Regions from separate parts of the Gossypium hirsutum genome. Here regions 2 and 3 are each linked to region 1. A link is a contact called in public Hi-C data. All regions are on one chromosome and are shown on one strand. Each heading gives the region's core, a stretch centred on a gene start, on an enhancer-like site or on the middle of the called end of the contact. The rest is flanking DNA. Distances are from core to core; before and after follow the strand shown.

Region 1 (3,176 bases), core at 351-2,850:
ACAAAAGAACATACGATGCAGGCTAAGATTAATGCGGTCGCAAATAATGCTCCTCCAAAACCTTCTTGGAACCCAATAGCTGTAGCAAGAGCGGTGACTGTAGAAGAATGGGATGAAGGCATCCCTCCAGATCCCACTAGTTGCTTGAGATCCCATTGTTTTTCCTTGTACCTGCAAAACTTTAAACCTTTAACATTTGTACCACAAAACTAATTATAAAGTGTACAGAATAACACGTGCAAATAGCAAAGCAAAAACGGCCACACTATTAATCAGCTCCACAAGCTTGCCACCCCCAAGTCTATGTAATCTATCAATTATCTGCATTAGTAGCCAAAATGGTTCTTTGTGCAAAGTTTTTCTTCCCTATTTCATAACAAAATGCTACCAAATGAGTGATGAAAAGAATGTAAAAGAAAGCATTAAAACTAAAAAAATATTCTATCATTACAGAATAGGAATTGCATCAAGCAAGAGCTGACCAGAATCACATCTTGAAAAATCAAAGAAACCCCAATCGAAGATATATACATATACACATATATATAAATGCCTGAAAATATAGCTGAATTTTGGGTGTATTCCTGAACCAGATCAAATCAATGAAACACCCCCAAGATCTATATATAAAAATAATAATGTCGACATTGGCATATTTGGTAGTTGAAATCAATTAGTTATTATCTACAATTACATAAGCCAGATATAAAAACCAAATCAAAATATGAAGTAAACAAATATGAAGACCCTTTGTTCCATCAAAACAACAATTATCCAATTTAAAAACTCCTTAAAAGATTGTCAAATATTGGAATAGAAAAGGTGGAGAAAGAAAGAAACCCATTAAAGAAACAAACAAAGATCTAAGATTCATTGAAGCCAAAACAAATGTGTAAAAATATATATAATCAATAGAGAGGGGGGTACCAGGAGGTGAAGAACTTGATGGTTTGGGCAATAACGAAGGCAATAAAAGCAGAAATAAGAGGGTAATTGGTAAGAATGGAGGACCAGGAGGAAGACATTGGGAAAGACAATAGCTGTTATTTCATTCAAATTTTAATTGTTGGTTTGATTTGTTTAATGTAGATTCTTTCCTTGTTATCAAGGGAGGGGAGCAATATTGAAATCTTATTGATGAAACAAAACAAAACCAAACCAATAATTAGATTCAGAAAAAAAAAGGAAGAAATGGGGAAAAATCAAAGGTGGGATGTTGGGAAGGGTATATGTATAGGAGGAATGAAGAAAGAGCGGATTAGGTGGCGACTTTGATGAATCCTTTTTGAAAGCAGGGAAGAGAGAGAGGGGTTTGCTTGAATTGAATGGAAGGCGAAATGTGGGAAATAATGGCATGTTTTTGCTGTGGGTTTTCAATGTCAACAAACAACTAACGGTCTTTGCCATCTCCAAGGTTCCAACTGAATATGCCACTTCTTGTTCCTAATCATCTCTGGAATATACCCCCTCCAATCCATTACTCCATCCACCTCCTTATCCCATCCGCAAGTTTTTACCAATTTGGGTCAAACTAAACTCGCGGAATAGTCTTAACCATTCTACACTCTTTCAAATCATTACCCTCCATTTCTCTTACTAATAATTTAAAAACTTATATATACATATATCTCAATTATATGAACACTTTCTTATGGTATTTCACAAAAAAAAAAAACATCTCAATTATATTTGTGGGTTAAAAATTTAGTATACAATTTTTAATAAAAATTTATCTCGCACACTTATGAAGGTTTTTATACTTCATCAAACATTAAGGGTGTAACATATTTTATTAGGTATAATAAAATAAATAAAATTTTAAATATATAAATAAATGAGACTTCTATCGTAATCTTAAATTCACTTAAAGTTTAAAATTTTTTGTTTAAATTTAAAAAAAAACTGCTAAAATTATAAATTTAATCATTATCATTTTTAATATAGTATTATAAAATTATATATTTATAATCTATGTATGAAATATGTATGAACACACTATTGTATTTGTTTCAAATTAATTAATTATAATAACACATTAAATATATATGATATTAAAATAAAAGGTAAACTATCTAGTTGGTTACCTAATTTTTAAGGCGTTTTCATTTTGGTCACTTAAAATAAAATCCTTGCAATTTGGTCAGCCAACTTAACTAAACATTAAATCTCTAACGGCAGTTAACTTTATACTATTTGTACTTTCATTTTAATCACTTAAAAAAAATCTTTTTCAAATATTGATTGGAGTAAAAAAATTCAAAGATTAAAGTGAAAAAAGGATAAAAATTAAAACAATACACAAAAATTATCAAATTGTACTTGTTTATCCCGTTGCCAAAAATTCTAAATTTGAGTTTTGAAATATAAATTTTTAAATATTAATATTCAAAATTATAATAACAAATCGGCTGACATTATCAATAGATAAAAAAATTCAATAATTTATTTAATTTATTTTGATGTTTTCAAATTATTTTACAAAATTATCAATGAAAATTATTGTCTTTAACACTTGGTCTACAAAACCCAATTTTCTTTTAATTATATGATCTTGAATCTTCCATGCTAAGCTAAAAGTAAAAAAAAAATAAAAAAATCCTAACAATTATTTAATTTTATCTCCCATTCTAAACAAAACTCATAATTTTTTCTTCACTTATTTACCCAAACGAAGAACAAGCAATTAATTAAATTAATTACAAGTATTTTTCCTTTACTTTTAGCTTAGCATCAAGATTATATAATCAAAAGAAATTTAAGTTTTATAGATAATTCTTAAAGATAAATCATTTGATTTAATTTCAGTAAGGTAGTCTAGAAAAATAAAATAAAATTGTAAAATTTAAAAGGATATTAAATTAATTAATTTTAACATCATAGTAACAAATTGGTTGACATTATCAATGGGTAAAAAAATTTCAACAATTTATTCAATTCATTTTGATGTTTTAAAACTTAAAATTCAATATTAAAAAAATTTTAAAATTCAGCAATATGATAACAATTTTCGTGAATTATTTTAGTTTCTAACATTTTTTTCACTTTAATCCTTGAATTTTTTTTACCTCAATCAATACTTAAAAAAGATTTTTTTTGGTGATCAAAATGAAAGTAAAGTAAAAGTTGGGTAACCAAAATGGAAGTGCAAACATGACGTGGCATGTACAGTTAACTAT
Region 2 (3,335 bases), core at 756-3,255, 180 kb after region 1:
AAAACCTTAATAGCATCTTCAACTTGGCCTGCTCGCCCCAGCGCATGGATCAAGCAGTTGTAAAAAAGCGTATCAGGTCTACAGCCTGTAGCTTTCATTCTTGAAGCAATTTGCAAAACTTCCTCAAACCTCTCTGCCTTTGATAGTGAGCACATGACAGTGGTAAAAGTAACAACATTGGGAGGACAACCTTGGACAACCATTTCATCAAGGAGTTCATAAACTTTTTGAAAGTTGTATCGGCAACAATAGAACTGGATGATAGTTGAGTAGCTAATGACAGAAGGGTGACAACCATGTCCTCTCATCTCTTGAATTGTCCATTGTGCCTCTTCAACTCGATTGATTTTGCACCAACCATGAATGAAAATATTAAATGTGTAAGCATCAGGTGCGATGTGTGACTTAAGCAGCAAGAAAATTTCACGGGCCTCTTCCACATTTCTCTCTTTGCAAAGGGTGTCAAGAAGCAAGTTCATTGACTCTGTATTCTTCTTCAATCCGAAAGTTTCCAATTCATCAAATACCCTCACAGCATTTTCCCATTTCCCTGCACCAGCAAACCTTCTCATAACCTTGGTTATCGTGTTAAGCGTAACAAGGTGACCTTGACGCATTTCCTCCAAGAAGTCCTTCATTCGATCCATTTGTTTCATTTTACCGAGGATATCAACCATCGTATCATATGCCTGATGAGAGTGCTTATAGTCTGGGCGAGATGCTGCCCATTTAAAAGCACCCAATGCAGATTTCCAGTCATCCCTGAACCGGTGCAGCAACTTATCAATAAGATCATGGGAAAGCTGTATGGAGTTACATTCTCCATCATTCACGAGACACTGAAAGACTTCATCCTCACTGGTCCCAGCATGAACTTTACTTACGAGAACGTCAACGTCACAACGTCCTATGGCTCCGGAACCTGATCCAGTGTAGTGAGAAGATTCCACTGGCAGAGCAAGACTGGAACTTTCATGGGAAGCATGGAAAAGGGAACATAATATTGATGGTTTGACAAGGAACCAAATACTTCTAAGGCAGTTCTGTAAAGGGTACATCATGGAGAAGTGCCCTCAAAATAAAATTCAGTTTGGTCCTTACAACTGCATATCCAAATGAATAAAAGCATTAGCCTTTCTACTTAGTTCATCGATAATCCATAACAGCAAAATAATAAAATATGACCTCGACCTATAGAAAACTCCCCACTTAAGCCCTTATTCTTTTATTCAGTGCAATAACCACTTGTTATTTACTTATTTAGTATCAAGCCGAATTTGGGTAAGAAATGCTGGCATAGCTAACTACTCGGTTAACCCATATATGCAGGCAGCCATGATGCGGCAAACATGTGAACAAATTTGATGACAGAAAAAATACAATGCATAAATGAAATTAAAGAACTCCATATTGGTTTAGGCATTCTATCAAACATCTTCCATCCATATTGTTGTTTTCTCATGACCAGTGGCAAAGCCATGAAAAACATCATGCGCACAGAAAATGCAATCAACAATTGAAAGAGACAAACCTTCTCGAGTAACATGCAATATAAGGCTAAGACATTGCTCGGATTCCAAAAATTATATAGAAAATCTAAAATCATTTTCAAAAGTCTGGGTTCGTAAAAAAATAAAAAGTATTCTTTTAGCAATTATATTCAATAATTAAAATTGAGATTTGGGTTTTGCCGATTTGAATCTTAAATAGTTTTATAAATATATACATATAGGAAAAATATTAAATGTTAAATTTGCAGCTATACAAGTGAAAAATAAAATAAGAAACTAAAATGCAACATAGTGTACCTGATTAAAAAAAAGGTTTAGGAGGATGTTGGAAATCCATCACTTAGGCTGGACACTGGGAGATGTACTATCGAGGGGTAGATGTGTGTTTTGGGCCTATCACCAACTCTGTTGAGAGAATGAAAGGATGAGGCAGTTACATGGGCTTGCGGTAACGCTGCCATCAGCCCCAACTTTTCTCTTCATATGCATTCTCAGTTTTGGTAATTGCATATTGATAGTATCTCGATAGTAATTAGTATTGATAAATTTTGGATAAACTACATTCTTAGCCATCCAATTATTAGTGTACATTATGACCCAACTACAAAATTGGGCCTTGATAATTTAAGGAAAGCTCATTGTTCTCGCTTAACTTGTTTGCAAAATATTATTCTTTTAAATCATTAAAATTCGCAATTATTTTTCCGTAAAAGAAAAAACTTCATAAATTCACAATTATAATGAACATTCATATCTAATTCATAGTTTCTGCGATACTGAAATGAAATTGAGAAAACCGAATGGGTTGCCCCGAATCATTCGAAAACCCATATCCCTTCTCATTCAATTGGGTAAACTTGAAAGCAAATAGCACCAATTAAAAGGGGAAAAAAACGACAGCACTAATTTGATTGATGTATAAACATCATTTTACTTCATAACATCAAACTGGTAAACTTGTTCACTACATCTTCAAAACTGCAGAAATGTAAACATGCAAGGGGTAAAATCATTGGGTTTTTTATTCCATATAACAAGAAGCTTCTCTCAAACACCTCATATTCTTTAAACCAGAAACACAACTTCTTCACTGGCCTTCAAAAAACGTCAACATGCTTTGGTGGATGCCATGTGAACGATCAAATCAATCACACGAGAACTGCAAAAACAAGACAAGCTTTATCAAATAACCAGGATTTCAAAAAGGGCATAGACTTCAAAAAAGGAAATAAAGTGGAAAGCATTCTTTACCTGTAACCCCATTTGTTGTCGTACCAGGAAACAAGCTTCACAAAGCTCCCGTTTAGAGCAATACCAGCCTTGGCATCAAATATGCTCGACCTGTGTTCCATTTCAGGGAATTGTTATAAATAAATGCAACAAACACTAAAACTCATCATTGACAAACAATAAAAATAATGGTTTTTAACTTGCCTGCTGTCACCAACGAAGTCAGTGGACACAACATCTTCCTCAACGTAACCCAAAATGCCTTTAAGCTTGCCCTCAGACTCTTCCCTGAAATCATTAGAGATCATGTATGAGATATTTTATAATAATATAGCAGAAAAGCAATGGTGTCTACAGATGATGTTATTATGATAAAACTTGCTTGATAGCAGCTTTGATCTCATCATAAGATGCAGATTTCTCAAGCCTAACGGTGAGATCCACAACTGATACATCAACGGTATGAACTCGGAATGACATTCCAGTTAGTTTGCCATTGAGGGCAGGAAGAACCTTACCAACAGCCTACGTATTCACAATACCATCGGGTACATATATAAGAACTAGCATAGCAAAATAAGAAGGAACTGATCA
Region 3 (3,251 bases), core at 465-2,964, 220 kb after region 1:
GAAGATGTTATTATGATAAAAACTTACCTGATAGCAGCTTTGATCTCATCATAAGATGCAGATTTCTCAAGCCTAACGGTGAGATCCACGACTGATACATCGACGGTAGGAACTCGGAATGACATTCCAGTCAGTTTGCCATTGAGGGCAGGAAGAACCTTTCCAACAGCCTACGTATTCTCAATACCATCGGGTACATATATAAGAACTAGCATAACAAAATAAGAAGGAACTGATCAAAATCAGATTGAAAATATACCTTGGCAGCACCGGTGCTGCTAGGAATGATGTTGAAGGAAGCGGCTCTACCACCTCTCCAGTCCTTCATTGATGGTCCATCGACGGTCTTTTGTGTTGCTGTAGACCAAAATAACTTGTTTATTTAAATACGAGCATTAACCCATTTTAATATTAGTTAAATAAAAGGTAAAGAGCTTTATTACCAGTAATGGCATGAACGGTAGTCATGAGACCCTCAACGATTCCAAATCGGTCATGGATAACCTTAGCAAGGGGAGCAAGACAATTGGTAGTGCAGCTAGCATTGGAAACAATGTCAAGCTCTGGCTTGTAGTCTTTCTCGTTTACACCCATTACAAACATGGGTGCATCTTTGCTAGGGGCAGAGATCACAACTTTCTTAGCACCACCCTGTAAAACGAACAATCAATTCCATTCAATTTCAGTGAACACCCCAGTTGACTCAAGCAAATATATATAAAGAAGAGAAACCTTCAAGTGAGCAGCAGCCTTGTCTTTGTCAGTGAACACTCCAGTTGACTCAACAACGAACTCAGCCCCGGCTTCAGCCCATGGAATCTCCTCAGGGTTCCTAAAACCACACAACAATACAATTTAAAAAAAAAAGGGGAATAAACTGATAAACATAGCTTTGAAATGAGATTCCATGGCTATCATTTACCTGATTCCGAAAACAGTGACGGGTTTTTCGCCGAAGAGGAGGGTTTTAGAGTCTTTGACCTTAAGATCATGGTGCTTCCATTGACCGTGAACGCTGTCGTATTTGAACATGTATGTCTGCATTTTCCCCGCCAATATAATTAATACAAAAAAAAAGGAATAAAAGTAGAGGCAAACAAAGCTTTTTGAAAATGTTAATACCATGTAATCGGTGGAAATGAAGGGATCGTTAACGGCGACGAGTTCAACATCGTTCCTCTGAAGAGCAACTCTGGCAACTAAACGTCCGATTCTTCCAAATCCTGCACCATTTTTAATTTTTCCCATGCTTAGCATCTACTCAACATTTTAAGCATTGATTTAACTTATTTTCCCCCTAACAAAGTAAATTTATTAGATCTGATAATTACCGTTAATCCCGATCTTAATCTTCTTGTCCGAAGCTGCTTAAATCAAGTCAACGAACGATTAGGAAAACTCAATTTAATAAAAAACATATTAACAAAACCAAATAATTGCAACAAAAAAAAAAAGATAAGAAATTAAGTAAATTACCCATTGACGATAACGAGGGAAGTAGGAGAGTGCAGATTCAAGATTTTTTAAGCTAAGCAGAAGGTTTAATAGTGAGATTTAGCGCAGAGAGAAAAGGGCATTGTGAGGTTATTTAAAGGGTGGAGATGGAGAAATCAATTAGGTGAAGCGTGACGTGTCACGTGATGAGCGGGGTTTAATTTTCCTTGGGGCAAAAGAAAAGTGGAGATGGTAGCCGTTGTTTTATTTTAGTTAGAAACGTTGTTTTGTCACCCAAAGAAAAAGATAAATTGTAGATTTAATCCTTCATCAGTGATTTAATATAAATTAATATTTTTTTAATTACATGAGGGAAAAATATTTTATTGAAAGTGTATTATGCATAAATAAATGCATTTTACTATATACTTTTATTTATTTTGTAGTTATTAAAAATATAGTGTTTAATTTTTTTTGTGGGAAGAAGGGGGGGGGGGAGTGTCAAAAATTTGTCTTGAATCTAGTATTACTGTATTAGCCGCTGTATTTAATTTAGGAGTTAGAAATGTGAATGTCCACGCGCAGTAATGGGATCTGATTTCACTTGTTTATATAGGGTAGAAGCTTAAGGACAAAGTGTTGGAGACGATAGCCTTCACTTGCCTGAATGAGAAGGGGAATCGGAATTTTCAGCCTTTTGAACATTCAGCGGCTCAAAGCCGTTGGGTTTTGGAGGAGTCAAAAAAGAAAAAATGAAAAGAAGGTTTGAAAAGTTGCCCAGTGCCCAATGGCAATGAGAGCTTGGGCATGGCAGCTGGCTCACGTGAGCCGCACTCTGCGTGAAAATTACGGTATTTTCTGTTTCCATTTAGGTTCGGTTATAAAATTCAACTGTGTGGGTGTAAGTGTAAAAAAATCCAAAATAGCTTCTTTCATCATGTTCTTTGCCTGACCTTTGTCTGGTTTTTTTTTTCTTCATTTTGACGCATGTTTTTCATCATTTTTGAATTTAAGGCAGAATATTCACGAAATCATCTTGTTCTTACGTTTAGGAAAAAATTATGGAACTTTCGAAATAGTCTTTTTCTTTTTTTTGTATTTTGTCCAATTTTCAATAAAAGAAAATTTTGTTTTTCCTTTTGTCATTTATCATCTATCACCAAACAAAATCAAGATTTTCACAACCAAATTGATAATTGAATCTATCATATTATCGACTTAATCAAATAAGTTATTAAAAAAATATTAAAATAAAAAATCTTTTCAACCGATGCAATTGTTGATTCAATTAGTTTTTTAGCACAATTTAACTAGTCCAACCTTAAGGCCAAAGCCGAAAAGACCGTACGAACTCATATTTAAACTAGGGTAAAGCACCCAATTAGTCACTCAACTTTTAGGGTGTTTTCATTTTAGTCACACAAGCTTTAAATTTATGATCAGATCATGTTTCCACTTTCATTTTAATCACTCAACTTCTAAGTCACTTTCATTTTGATCACCTAAAAGGAATCCCTTAAATATTGATCGTGGTAAAAAAAAATTTAAAGATTAAAAAAAAGGCGATAAAAACTAAAATAAAGCATTAAAATTGTCATATTGTATTTGTTTGCCTCATGTCAAAAGTTATAATTTTTGTAAATATTCAAACTTTAAATTTCAAAACATCGAAATCTATAAATTGTTGAATTTTTTTTTATCCCTTGAACGTGTAAGCCAATTTGTTTCTATAATATTTAAATTAATTAATTTAATCTCCTTCTCAATTTTAAAATTTTATTTTATATTTTCAAATTAAAATAAAATCAAATAACTTA

Evidence for each region. Hi-C and Micro-C count contacts between places; a contact is called where the count stands out from the background.
Region 2: a Hi-C map of leaf shows a contact between it and region 1, with 2.5 times the contacts expected there. The contact joins the promoter of LOC107886515 here to the promoter of LOC107886521 in region 1. A contact is called at or near these places in 8 of 34 Hi-C or Micro-C datasets (callus and leaf).
Region 3: a contact with region 1 is called in a Hi-C map of leaf, with 2.4 times the contacts expected there. The contact joins the promoter of LOC107886513 here to the promoter of LOC107886521 in region 1. A contact is called at or near these places in 2 of 34 Hi-C or Micro-C datasets (both in leaf).

Annotation. Positions count from the first base shown.
Region 1 is chrA03:93,208,222-93,211,397 of Gossypium_hirsutum_v2.1, forward strand. It overlaps LOC107886521, which reads right to left and starts at 1,601. Exons shown (of 5, transcript XM_016810510.2): 1 at 928-1,601; 2 at 15-171. The coding sequence starts at 1,025.
Region 2 is chrA03:93,390,494-93,393,828 of Gossypium_hirsutum_v2.1, forward strand. It overlaps LOC107886515 (pentatricopeptide repeat-containing protein At3g04130, mitochondrial), which reads right to left and starts at 2,006. Exons shown (of 3, transcript XM_041098581.1): 1 at 1,809-2,006; 2 at 1-1,103. The coding sequence starts at 1,061. LOC107886514 (glyceraldehyde-3-phosphate dehydrogenase, cytosolic) reads right to left here. Exons shown (of 12, transcript XM_016810501.2): 9 at 3,124-3,266; 10 at 2,946-3,029; 11 at 2,763-2,852; 12 at 2,420-2,670. The coding sequence ends at 2,619.
Region 3 is chrA03:93,428,266-93,431,516 of Gossypium_hirsutum_v2.1, forward strand. It overlaps LOC107886513 (glyceraldehyde-3-phosphate dehydrogenase, cytosolic), which reads right to left and starts at 1,715. Exons shown (of 11, transcript XM_016810498.2): 1 at 1,477-1,715; 2 at 1,332-1,364; 3 at 1,123-1,223; 4 at 923-1,038; 5 at 733-832; 6 at 444-651; 7 at 260-357; 8 at 28-170. The coding sequence starts at 1,480.